Regions from separate parts of the Mus musculus genome. Here all the other regions are linked to region 2. A link is a contact called in public HiChIP or PLAC-seq and promoter capture Hi-C data. All regions are on one chromosome and are shown on one strand. Each heading gives the region's core, a stretch centred on a gene start, on an enhancer-like site or on the middle of the called end of the contact. The rest is flanking DNA. Distances are from core to core; before and after follow the strand shown.

Region 1 (3,308 bases), core at 692-3,191, 74 kb before region 2:
TATGGCTCAGTAGTTCAGTGGGGTAGCACCCACCGCCTTACTATACATGAGACTCCAGGTCTGATCCCAGGTACCACATACCACAGGACAAAACAAACAACAGCAAATGGACCAGCATGACAGCCTAGAGAACCTCAGCTGGCCAGGCAGCCACTGCAGAGCAGGTTTGGAGACTTGTCAGAAAGCTTCCCTAAAGAGCAGCTCCATTCCCAGGCTTGTCCTCACCCAGAGCTTGTTCATGAGAAAAGTCCCAGACTTGGCGAATTCATCAACAACCGTCCCTATAGTTATTTAACAGACACCGCTGGCTTCCAGGGACAGCGACACCAATTTTGGCTAATAAATGTCTAATCTCTAGCATTGTCCCCTCAGAATAAACTTAAAAAAAAAAAAAAAAAAAAAAAAAAAGCCTGGCAAAGGTGGTGTCCTCTTTTAACCCCAGCACTTGGAGGCAGAGGCAGGTGAATTTGTGAGTTGCAGGCCAGCCTGGTCTACAGACAGAGTTCCAGGACAGCCGTGACTATAGAGGCCTTGTCTCAAAAACAAAACAAAAACAGGTGGGCAATAGTGGCTCATGCCTTTAATTCCAGCACTTGGGCGGCAGAGGCAGGCAGATTCCTATGAGTTTGGGGCCAGCCTGGTCTACAGAGTGAGCTCCAGGACAACTAGGGCTATACAGAGAAACCCTGTCTTGAAAAACAAACGGAAAAAAAAAATCCAGTTGTTAATAAGATTTGTTGTATAGAGAAACTTTTTCTTTCATATGCAAACATTCCTAATAATAAAATTAAAAGAGCAAGGAACCAGGCTTAAGACTTCAGCATCTATAACCCCTACAGTTAGTATCACTCCTTCCTACTATAAACCCGTAGCTTCCAGAGAGCTTCACAAACAAGATTATGAACTTTTCTAATGATCAAAACTTAGGTCTTGGGCTGGTGAGATGGCTCAGTAGGTAAGAGCACCCGACTGCTCTTCTGAAGGTCCAGAGTTCAAATTCCAGCAACCACATGGTGGCTCACAACCATCTGTAATGAGATCTGACTCCATCTTCTGGAGTGTCTGAAGACAGCTACACTTACGTATAATAAATAAATAAATCTTAAAAAAAAACTTAGGTCTTAAGTTCCTTGTGACCTCATGGAGTAAAGATTCCTTCAACCCTTGTGGCCTGTGGTTTTGTCTATCAGCCTGTAATCCTGACCAGTATACCTTGGGAACTACCCAGTGGTTTCTTACTAAGAAGAAAAATAGGGGATTTTGGGTTGTTTTGTTTTTCAGAAGCCCTTGAAACAGTACGTGTAGCCTCCCCCAGCCTGAAGCTGGCTGTTGCAAACCTTGCTGCTACTGAGAATGAGACCACCTGGGGTGGAGCCTTCCGACCTAGATGGCTCCATTGTTCTGTCACTTGCCGCTGCTCTCCTCCAAGACACTGCTACCTGCTGAGAGGCCCCTGAGATATTCCAGAGGCACATCCTATCCTGCACATCCTCGCCTGCAGGCTGGCTCCAGGCACCAAGAATGGATTGGCGGGGGATGGGCTTTCCCCTTTTTAAGCACAGTCTCTGAGTAAAATCTCGGGCCTTGATCAGAACATCTGTCTTGGCTTCATTATCTTTTCTTTTCTTTTTTTTTTTTTTTCTTTTTTGTTTTTTTTTTTTTTTGGTTTTTCGAGACAGGGTTTCTCTGTATAGCTCTGGCTGTCCTGGAACTCACTTTGTAGACCAGGCTGGCCTCGAACTCAGAAATCCGCCTGCCTCTGCCTCCCAAGTGCTGGGATTAAAGGCGTGCGCCACCACGCCCGGCTCATTATCTTTTCTCGAAGTCTAAGTCTCTTTCAGCACCAGCCTGCCTTCCAGAAACACCCGGCTCATGTAGGCTGCGGGCCAGCTTACAACAAGTATGACTTCAGAAGCTACCAGTGAGGCATGGCCACTTATTGTTAAGACCCTAAAGAGTCTAAAGAGTGGCTCCCTCTACCCGTGTCTCCGTCCTGTCCTTTTCCTCAGCACTAATCTTTTCTCCCTCCCCATGCCTGTGCTTAAATCTATGTCCAAACCTTTTCCTAATAAACTCCGGCTTCATTTCGTAAAAATAAAACAATGAGAGTGGAATCTATGCCACAGGAAAACAGAATATTTACAGAAGGATCATTTTCATAGCTAGAACAGAAAACAGTGAAAATCCTCATCAGCACTGGGCAGATGCATCTGGCATGTTAGCACAGTGGAATCTTACTCTGCCGCCGTAATCGATGCATACAAGGGTGAGGGAGACGGCTCGGTGCTTGAGAGCACTCGGGCGCTTTTTGGAAAGGACCTGAATTCAGTTCCCGATGCCCACAACAGGCAGTTCATAATGTAACCGTAGCTCCAGCTCCAGCGGATCCAATGTCTTCTTCTGGCCTCTGCAGGTACCCCAACCCACCCCACTCTCTCATAAACATAATAAAAATAAACATTTTAAAATTGATTCTGTCTGATGCTTGCTACAATACGGATGAACCTCGAGACATGCTACGTCTAAGAAGACAGACACAAAGGCCTTGTATACAGCACATCCAGAATTAGGCAACTCTGGAAGGAAGAGCGATAGGCAATGGCATTATCGGGGTTTATTTCTGTGATGATAAAAATGTTCATGCTGGGCATGGTGGTGAAGACTTTTAGTTCCAATACCTGGATCTCTGTGAGTTCAAGACCATCCTATACAGCAAGTTCCAGGCCAGCCAGAACTACATGGTAAGACCTTGTCTCAAAAGAAAAAACAGTTGCTGGTGGCACATACTTATAACCCCAAAGGTGAGGCAGGGGATTAATTCAAAGTAGCCTAGGCTGCGTGAGACCCTGTCTTCAAAAACTAAACGAGTTGAGCTGGAGAGCACTGGCTGCTCCTGTAGAGGACCTAAGTTCGGTTCCCAATACCCATGTGTTGGCTCACGACCATTTATAACTCCAGGTCCGGGGAATGTGATACCTTCTTCTGGCCTTTGTGGGTCCCAGGCACATAGGTGGTACACATATATATCATACATGCACACAGACAATCATTCACATAAAACAAGAATAAATCAATCCGAAAACCTAAGTAAATCAACAAAGAAATATGCAAGCAATTAATTGTGATGGAGACATCGTGTGAATCTGCTGCCATGGATATGCTAGAAAAAAATCTGCTGAATTCTACACTTTAAATGGACTAATTTTACTTGTTATTTTTTAAGACTTTATTTAATGTATATGAGTACACTGTAGCTGTACAAATGGTTGTGAGCCTTCATGTGGTTGTTGGGAATTGTATTTAGGACC
Region 2 (3,391 bases), core at 723-3,222:
AAGCTGAACACAGGAAACATAGGTCAGCAACTTTGACTTTAGCAAGTATGGGCTGCCCGATCATCTCATTCCAATATCACGCTCTATCAAATACCTTTCCCACATTCGTGAAAGAATGTACTGTTGAAAAGAACTATTAAAACAGAAGACTGAAGTATAGGTTATGTAGACCAAGAAAAGGAATAAATCTAAAAGTAGTTTATATAAGTAAGCTAAGAGTGTTCAGGTTGCTAGGCATGATGGCAAAGATAAACTTTAGTCCAGCACTTGGGTGGCAGAGGCAGATGGAGCTCTGTGAGTCTGAGACCAACCTGGTCTACAGAGTGAGCTGCTACACACTGAGTTCCTAGACAGCCAGGGCTTTTTCAGACAACAACAAAAGAGTTGTGAACTTGACAAGGTTTAAGACACTGACTTCTCAAGCATACAATACCTCTCTGGCCAGGCAGCACAGGTCTATAACCTCAGCACTCAGGTAACTGAGTCAGAGCTCAGCCTGGGTTACACAGTAAGACCCTGTTTTAAAAACCATAGATAGATAGATAGATAGATAGATAGATAGATAGATGGATGGATGGATGGATGGATGGATGGATGGATGGATGGATGGATGGATGGATGACCCTGTTTTAAAAAACCATAGATAGATAGATAGATAGATAGATAGATAGATAGATAGATAGATAGATAGGCAGGCAAGCAGACAGACAGACAGACAGACAGGTGTAAAGTCCTACTTCAAAAACCAGTCTGACCCCAAACTCAAGACCCTCTGCCTGCCCTGGGTAAAGCCATTTAACACCACGCCCAGCACCTCCGATCTTTTTTTTATTCGTGTTTTGCCTGCATGTGTGTCTGTGCACTATGTGCATGCAGTGCCCTAAAAGGTCAGAAGAGGGCAGCTGGAATGGCAATGGTTATGAAACAGCCAGCATATGGGTTTGGTGTAGGAGACTGAAACTGGGGCCTCTGGAAGAATAGCCTAGCCACTGCTTTTAACCACTGAGCCACCTCCCCACCCCCAACTTCAGATTTTTAATTTCCAGTCTTCTTACTTAAAAAAAAAAAAACATTACACAAATATGTATGTTACTAGTCCTTATTTATACTTGAGATTTTGATGATGTATGAAGATTACAGGTTGGAGACCAGCCTGATCTTGTTTTGTTTTGGAACAGGGTCTCACTATGTTGCCCAGGCTAATCTCAAATTCTGAAGACTCAGCAACCTTCACTTGTGCCTCCTGAGTAAAGTAGCTGACTGCAGGTACAGGCCACAGAACCCAACACTGACCTTTTGTGCCATCTTGTCTTGCTGCTATATGCAAGTGGCTTCGGCACAAGGTGTTTCCACTCAGTCACTCACCATAGAAATGTCCAAATCCCATGCTGACAGCAATCACCAAGGCCAGGATAACACACTTGTTGAGACCACGACTAAAGTGGCGTTTACTTGGCTCCTTGGAGGGCTCATCTTCCGGCTCAGCGAGTGGAGGCTCCTCAGACTCTGAGATAGAAACGGTCTTCTTCCTGTTGCGGCGCCGTCTAGGAGCAGGGCTGGGCTCGTGGCTGGTGTCATCGCTACTGGATTCCTCATCACTAGGCTGAGATGAAAAGACTAGTTTAAAAAGAAAAATGTTGATATTTAAGTACACAGTCTCAGAAAAGCCTTGCCAGTAAATCTGCCAATCATCACTGCCAGCCTTTCATGCCCTTTAACACAAGAAAGCCAAAAGAGAAGCATAAACAGGAACAGGCTGTTCATTTACCAACACCAGATCAAACCCAGGCAGAAACAAACATGTCAGTTAAGGAGAAAAAAAGCCCTGTCTTTTCATTCAACTTCAATGTTACTTGAGGGGCAGGAGGTGTGAAGTACTTCTGGTCTCTTACAACAGGTCCCTACCCCACTGTGCGGGTCCAGAGCACCACGGTCCACACAGTTCCCGGAAGTCAGGTGAGCCCCTCCCTTCTGCTGCCTCTCTTACTGGAAGGTTGTGGATCACCCTCTAGTAAATATGTCTGCCTGAGGAAGTGACACAACAGCTCTTCCCCCATGCTAAGACGCAGTCTGTGCTGCTCCTTCACGGGAAGAAATGACACAAAACCACCTCCAGTCCAGGAACAATCCTCGGAGATACCACTGGCAGCTTTTTGCACACGTCACTCCTTAATTCCATCCCATACTTCAGTGAATTATAGACAAGAACACTTAGTAATAATAATCTCTATAGGTCAGTTAGAGGTAAAGAGAAGATGTGAACTTGAATTTAACAGAGCTCCAAAACAGCACACACTCATGCAACTAACAATGCCAGTCTTTTAGAAAACAGGCTGTCCATGCCACAGAAAAGCTGGTGTCTACATCAGGCAATGCTTTCTAAAGATCGAGCGTGGAGAATGTAGTTCATGTTCCCATAACAAAAGAGACACCATCACTACTGAACGAACACATATCCTAATGCTTCGTGACATGGGAGCCACTGAGGGGTCACTGTGTCCTAACCTCATGCCCCTCATGCCTAGCATGTGACTGGTTATTCTTCATCACTAGTTTTCCCACCATGCCACTGCCTCAGCTGTGACGTACATTTCTTAGGTAGAGAGAAAAAGAGGAAGACTTCAACCAAGCATTACACGATATAAAGGTATCCAGATCACGGCTGGGCACTGAAGTAATGCTTTCTGACAGAAGCACACCATGTCAATGTAAAAGCAAACTGTTCTCCAAATCTCTTAAAAATGTCTCCAAACCTACAATGCATATTGCCTTCATATACATGAACAAACCACCCCGTAGATATTAACTACCTAATGCTTCTCTCTTTAACTCATACATGTAATGGTGGAAGTATTTGGATTTCTAAGTTTCCTGTACAGCATAATAGCCCACAATCTAAGCAGCACGCAATGCAGAGGCATGCAGTAAGCTTAGCCAGCCTGTGTGTGAGATCTCTTAGACCAAGACTCTCCAAAGCACTCAGCAGTTCAATAGGAATGTGACTAGCCCAGCTCCAGAAGCCGAGAAGCCGCTCAGCTCAGCGTCGGTCACGCCACCTTGGAGAGCAAGCTGGCTAGGAACACGTAGTCTCAGCTGATCATCCCATCCCCTTAAGCATCCAGGAATCTTCCACAGCTTCTCCCACCACCTTTCTTTTGTGAATAAATAGGGGGGAAAAAGATATATAAAGCTTTATTATAAATAATAAAGGAAAAAAACTTAAAAATACAACTTTGACCAGTTAACACTATTATCTATGAGATTAAAACCCCATGATTGTCTAATTAGAAACATACACAAGAACTTCACTACAGCAGTCACCTGCGCCTTCTGGGTAAGAGGGTTGGTTGGCCAATGGAAGGCAGTAGTTTTCTTAAACAAACAAAAGCTG
Region 3 (3,176 bases), core at 245-2,744, 97 kb before region 2:
ACCTGCACCGAAGCCGACTGCGTGGCAGCATCGCTGACCTTCCCCGGAGCCGGCTGGGTGGCCGCCTCGTGGACCTTCACAGGAGCCAACTGGGTGGCTGCCTTGCGGACCTTCACAGGAGCCAACTGGGTGGCCGCCTCGCGGACCTTCCCGGAAGCCGGCTGGGTGGCCGCCTCGCGGACCTTCACGGGAGCCAACTGGGTGGCCTCCTGGCAAACCTGCACCGGAGCCGGCTGGGTGGCCGCCTTGCGGACCTTCCCGGGAGCCGGCCGGGTGGCAGCCTCGCGGACCGCCTGCACGGAAGCCTGCTCGGTGGCAGCCTCGTTGACCTCCTGCACGGGAGCCTGCTCGGTGGCAGCCTCGCTGACCTCCTGCACGGGAGCCTGCTCGGTGGCAGCCTCGCGGACCTCCTGCACGGGAGCCTGCTCGGTGGCAGCCTCGCGGACCTCCTCCTGCACGGAAGCCTGCTGAGGGGCAGCCTCGCGGACCTCCTGCACCGGAGCGGGCTGAGGGGCAGCCTCGCGGACCTTCACGGGAGCAGGCTGGGTGGCCGTCTCAGGGACCTTCACGGAAGCGGGCCGAGGGGCAGCCTCGCGGACCTTCACGGGAGCAGGCTGGGTGGCAGCCTTATGGGCCGCCATACGACGACGCTCAACTCCAGCCTCCAGAGCCTCTACTGAGTTGGAAGAAAGCAGTGTAAGGAGGCTGATAAGGACAACCACCCTGTAACCTGAAGGAGTAGGAGCTAAGGGTTCCTAAACACAGTCTTCTGGCCTTCCAGAACATCTCCAAAACCCACTTTCCCAAGGTGGAGCCCTCCCAAGGAGCCAAGACTTGCTGGACAGGATAGCCCTACCCACTCCCGTCCCATCCCTTACTTACTTTCCATCAGTTTCATGCGGCAATAGTGAGCCAGATCAGTGAGCATCCGGTCAACGTCCCTTCGGAAAGGCGGCGGTCCGAATATCCAAATCTCAGCTCGCCTTTCAGGGCCCCACACGTTCACATGTATCAGGGTGTGCAACATAGATTCAAGATGTGGGATGTGCTCTCCATCCTTACCTGGACAAGGAGCAGGGGGAACCTGGGAGTGAGGTGGCTTCTATTTCTTAGGGCCACAGCCACTGAAGAGGCTTTTCAATACAGAAGAACATCTGCAGTCAAGGTGTATACAGGGATCAGGAAAAGGTTACCTTGGCCTTTCCAGTTCACTTACCAAACATGATTTCCAGTAGCCGAGGTTCCACGTACAGTCTTTTTGGATCTTCCAGGCATTCGACATGGAACCACTTGGGCAACTTGGGCTCTCCAATAATTTCAAATAAGGTACCTTGTTTGTGATCCAGGGGCACGAGCGTCTGAAACCTCTTCAGAGAGGCCATAGTGTACCCGTTTCACCGCAGGAAGCCTATGCAAACTCAAGATCAGTGAACTCAAAGACTGACCTCAGAGCTCTATTTCAAGGGCTGTTCACTGGCCCCTTCCCACTCAAGTCCTTCCAATTGGATCCCAAACCTTGCTTCCCCCTCCCAGAAGCCCCACCTCTGCTCAAGGCCTCACTGGCTGCACCTGGGGTGGGGGAGAACCTGGTTTCTGTTTTTAAGATGTGTGTTGGGAAGCTCAGACATCCTAAGTATGACCACAGGGAGATGATGACAGTAGACCCAACATTGGGACAGAGTGTTACCTGACTTCAAGGCCAATCTAATCTCACATGTGGCAGGGCTGTGGTGGCAAATGCCTTCAATCTCAACACTCAGGAGGCAGAGACAGGCTGATCCCTGAGTTGAGTTCAAGGTCACCCTAGTCTACAAAACAAATTCCAGGACAACCAGGGCTGTCTCCAAAAAATCAAAGTCTCACAGTCCCTGTACCTTAGCTCTGAGTAACCTCCCCTGGGTACCAAGTTTCCAAATACTTTAAAAAGCAATTTTTTTCCTGTTGCTTTTGGTTTTAAGATGGGTCTTACTAAATAACCTGCCCAGGCAGGAGTTAAGATATGCTTCAGTTGCCAGGCAGCAATGGTGCATGCCTTTGGTCCCAGTACTGTGGAGGCAGAGGCAGGAGGATCTCTGAATTCTGGTCTACAGAACAAGTTCCAGGACAGCCAGCACTACACAGAGAAACTGTCTCCAAATACTGTCGTCCCCCCTCCCCCCCAAAAAATGACATGCTCCGGTATGCTGAGCTTCCAATTTCTTTTACTTTCTAGAGACAGCTGGGCAAAAAGAAAGCACATTTAATGACGGTAACTCCGCACACGTGGCTTCCTAACTAGAGGGAAGGTCACATTTGTGATGGCTCTTTTCTCTAAACAACAGGATATTTCAATTTAGTTTCCTATTCATGTTATTTGTTCGTTCGTTGTAATATAAGACAATCAAATTACAAATTACAGAGGATGTCTTTATTCTAAGTCTTCTGGGGGCTGAAAAGATGACTCCTCAGTTAAGAGCACTAGCTGCTCTTCCTAGAGGTCCTGAGTTCAATTCCCAGCAACCACATACATGGTGGCTCGCAACCATCTGTAATGGGATCTGATGCCCTCTTCTGGTGTGTCTGAAGTCAACTACAGTGTACTCATATACATAAAATAAATTTTTAAAAAAAGTCTGTTGTTAGGTGGAATGTGGTGGCCCATGCCTTTAATCTGAGAACTTGGGAGTCAGAGGCAGGTAGATCTGAGTTCAAAGCCAGCCTGGTCTACAGAGGAAGTTTCAGGACAGCTGGGGCTACACAGAGAAACCCTGTCTCAAAACAACATCATCAACAACAACAACAGAAAGTGAAGTTACAGGCCTCCTGGGATCAACAGTTTGTGTCTTCTCTCCAGCCAGAAGAAATCAGGCTCCTCTTTGCTCTGTAGAACCTCTCTATGCCAAGGGAGGGTCCCGGCAACAATAAATGCTTACCAGGCCTGAAAGAGTCCTGAGATTTGAGAATAGGAATTAAGAGGCAGAGAAAGACATTCAGATGACTGCAGAGTGGACTTCTGTGAGTAGGCAGAACAATGCTTAAAACTAGTTTTGCTTAAAGTTTTAAGATTTTTAAAATTATCTTTATTACTTTTAATCACGTGTAAGTATGTGTGTCGGTGCTGATATTATGCACTAGTGAGGGCAGGTGCCCTGATAGGCAAAAAGCACTGAATCCTGAGTCAGCTGATATCGGTGCTG

The links. Promoter capture Hi-C pulls out the DNA fragments that hold promoters and counts their contacts. HiChIP or PLAC-seq counts read pairs in DNA pulled down with a chosen protein or histone mark.
Region 1: an H3K27ac HiChIP or PLAC-seq map of embryonic stem cells shows a contact between it and region 2, with 9 read pairs. The contact joins two enhancer-like sites. A contact is called at or near these places in 2 of 39 promoter capture datasets (the HPC-7 cell line and liver), 2 of 484 Hi-C or Micro-C datasets (embryonic stem cells and nephron progenitors), 6 of 115 datasets of contacts at active chromatin or transcription factors (the HPC-7 cell line, double positive thymocytes, effector CD8 T cells and 2 more) and 3 of 9 other capture datasets (adipose tissue, liver and pancreatic islet).
Region 3: a promoter capture Hi-C map of neutrophils shows a contact between it and region 2, with 3 times the contacts expected there. The contact joins the promoter of Khdc3 here to the enhancer-like site in region 2. A contact is called at or near these places in 19 of 39 promoter capture datasets (the C10 cell line, the HPC-7 cell line, HPC-7-derived erythroid cells and 13 more), 2 of 15 datasets of contacts at CTCF or cohesin (embryonic stem cells and hippocampal excitatory neurons), 1 of 484 Hi-C or Micro-C datasets (embryonic stem cells), 10 of 115 datasets of contacts at active chromatin or transcription factors (the HPC-7 cell line, the SCID.adh cell line, acute myeloid leukemia and 5 more) and 3 of 9 other capture datasets (adipose tissue, liver and pancreatic islet).

Annotation. Positions count from the first base shown.
Region 1 is chr9:73,078,099-73,081,406 of GRCm38.p6, reverse strand. All of the region lies in intron 2 of Rab27a (RAB27A, member RAS oncogene family), which reads right to left. Among named protein-coding and RNA genes, the nearest start is that of Khdc3, 23 kb to the left of the region's middle. Within about 2 kb of position 1,941, at least 28 of the 459 cell types and tissues checked have an H3K27ac peak or open chromatin away from gene starts, as enhancers often do. A contact at or near this core is called in embryonic stem cells, where this site is marked.
Region 2 is chr9:73,003,867-73,007,257 of GRCm38.p6, reverse strand. It overlaps Ccpg1 (cell cycle progression 1), which reads right to left. Exons shown (of 9, transcript NM_001286544.1): 6 at 1,366-1,617. Among named protein-coding and RNA genes, the nearest start is that of Ccpg1, 20 kb to the right of the region's middle. Within about 2 kb of position 1,972, at least 10 of the 459 cell types and tissues checked have an H3K27ac peak or open chromatin away from gene starts, as enhancers often do. A contact at or near this core is called in embryonic stem cells and neutrophils, where this site is marked.
Region 3 is chr9:73,100,716-73,103,891 of GRCm38.p6, reverse strand. It overlaps Khdc3 (KH domain containing 3, subcortical maternal complex member), which reads right to left and starts at 1,494. Exons shown (of 3, transcript NM_025890.3): 1 at 1,217-1,494; 2 at 883-1,062; 3 at 1-676. The coding sequence starts at 1,382.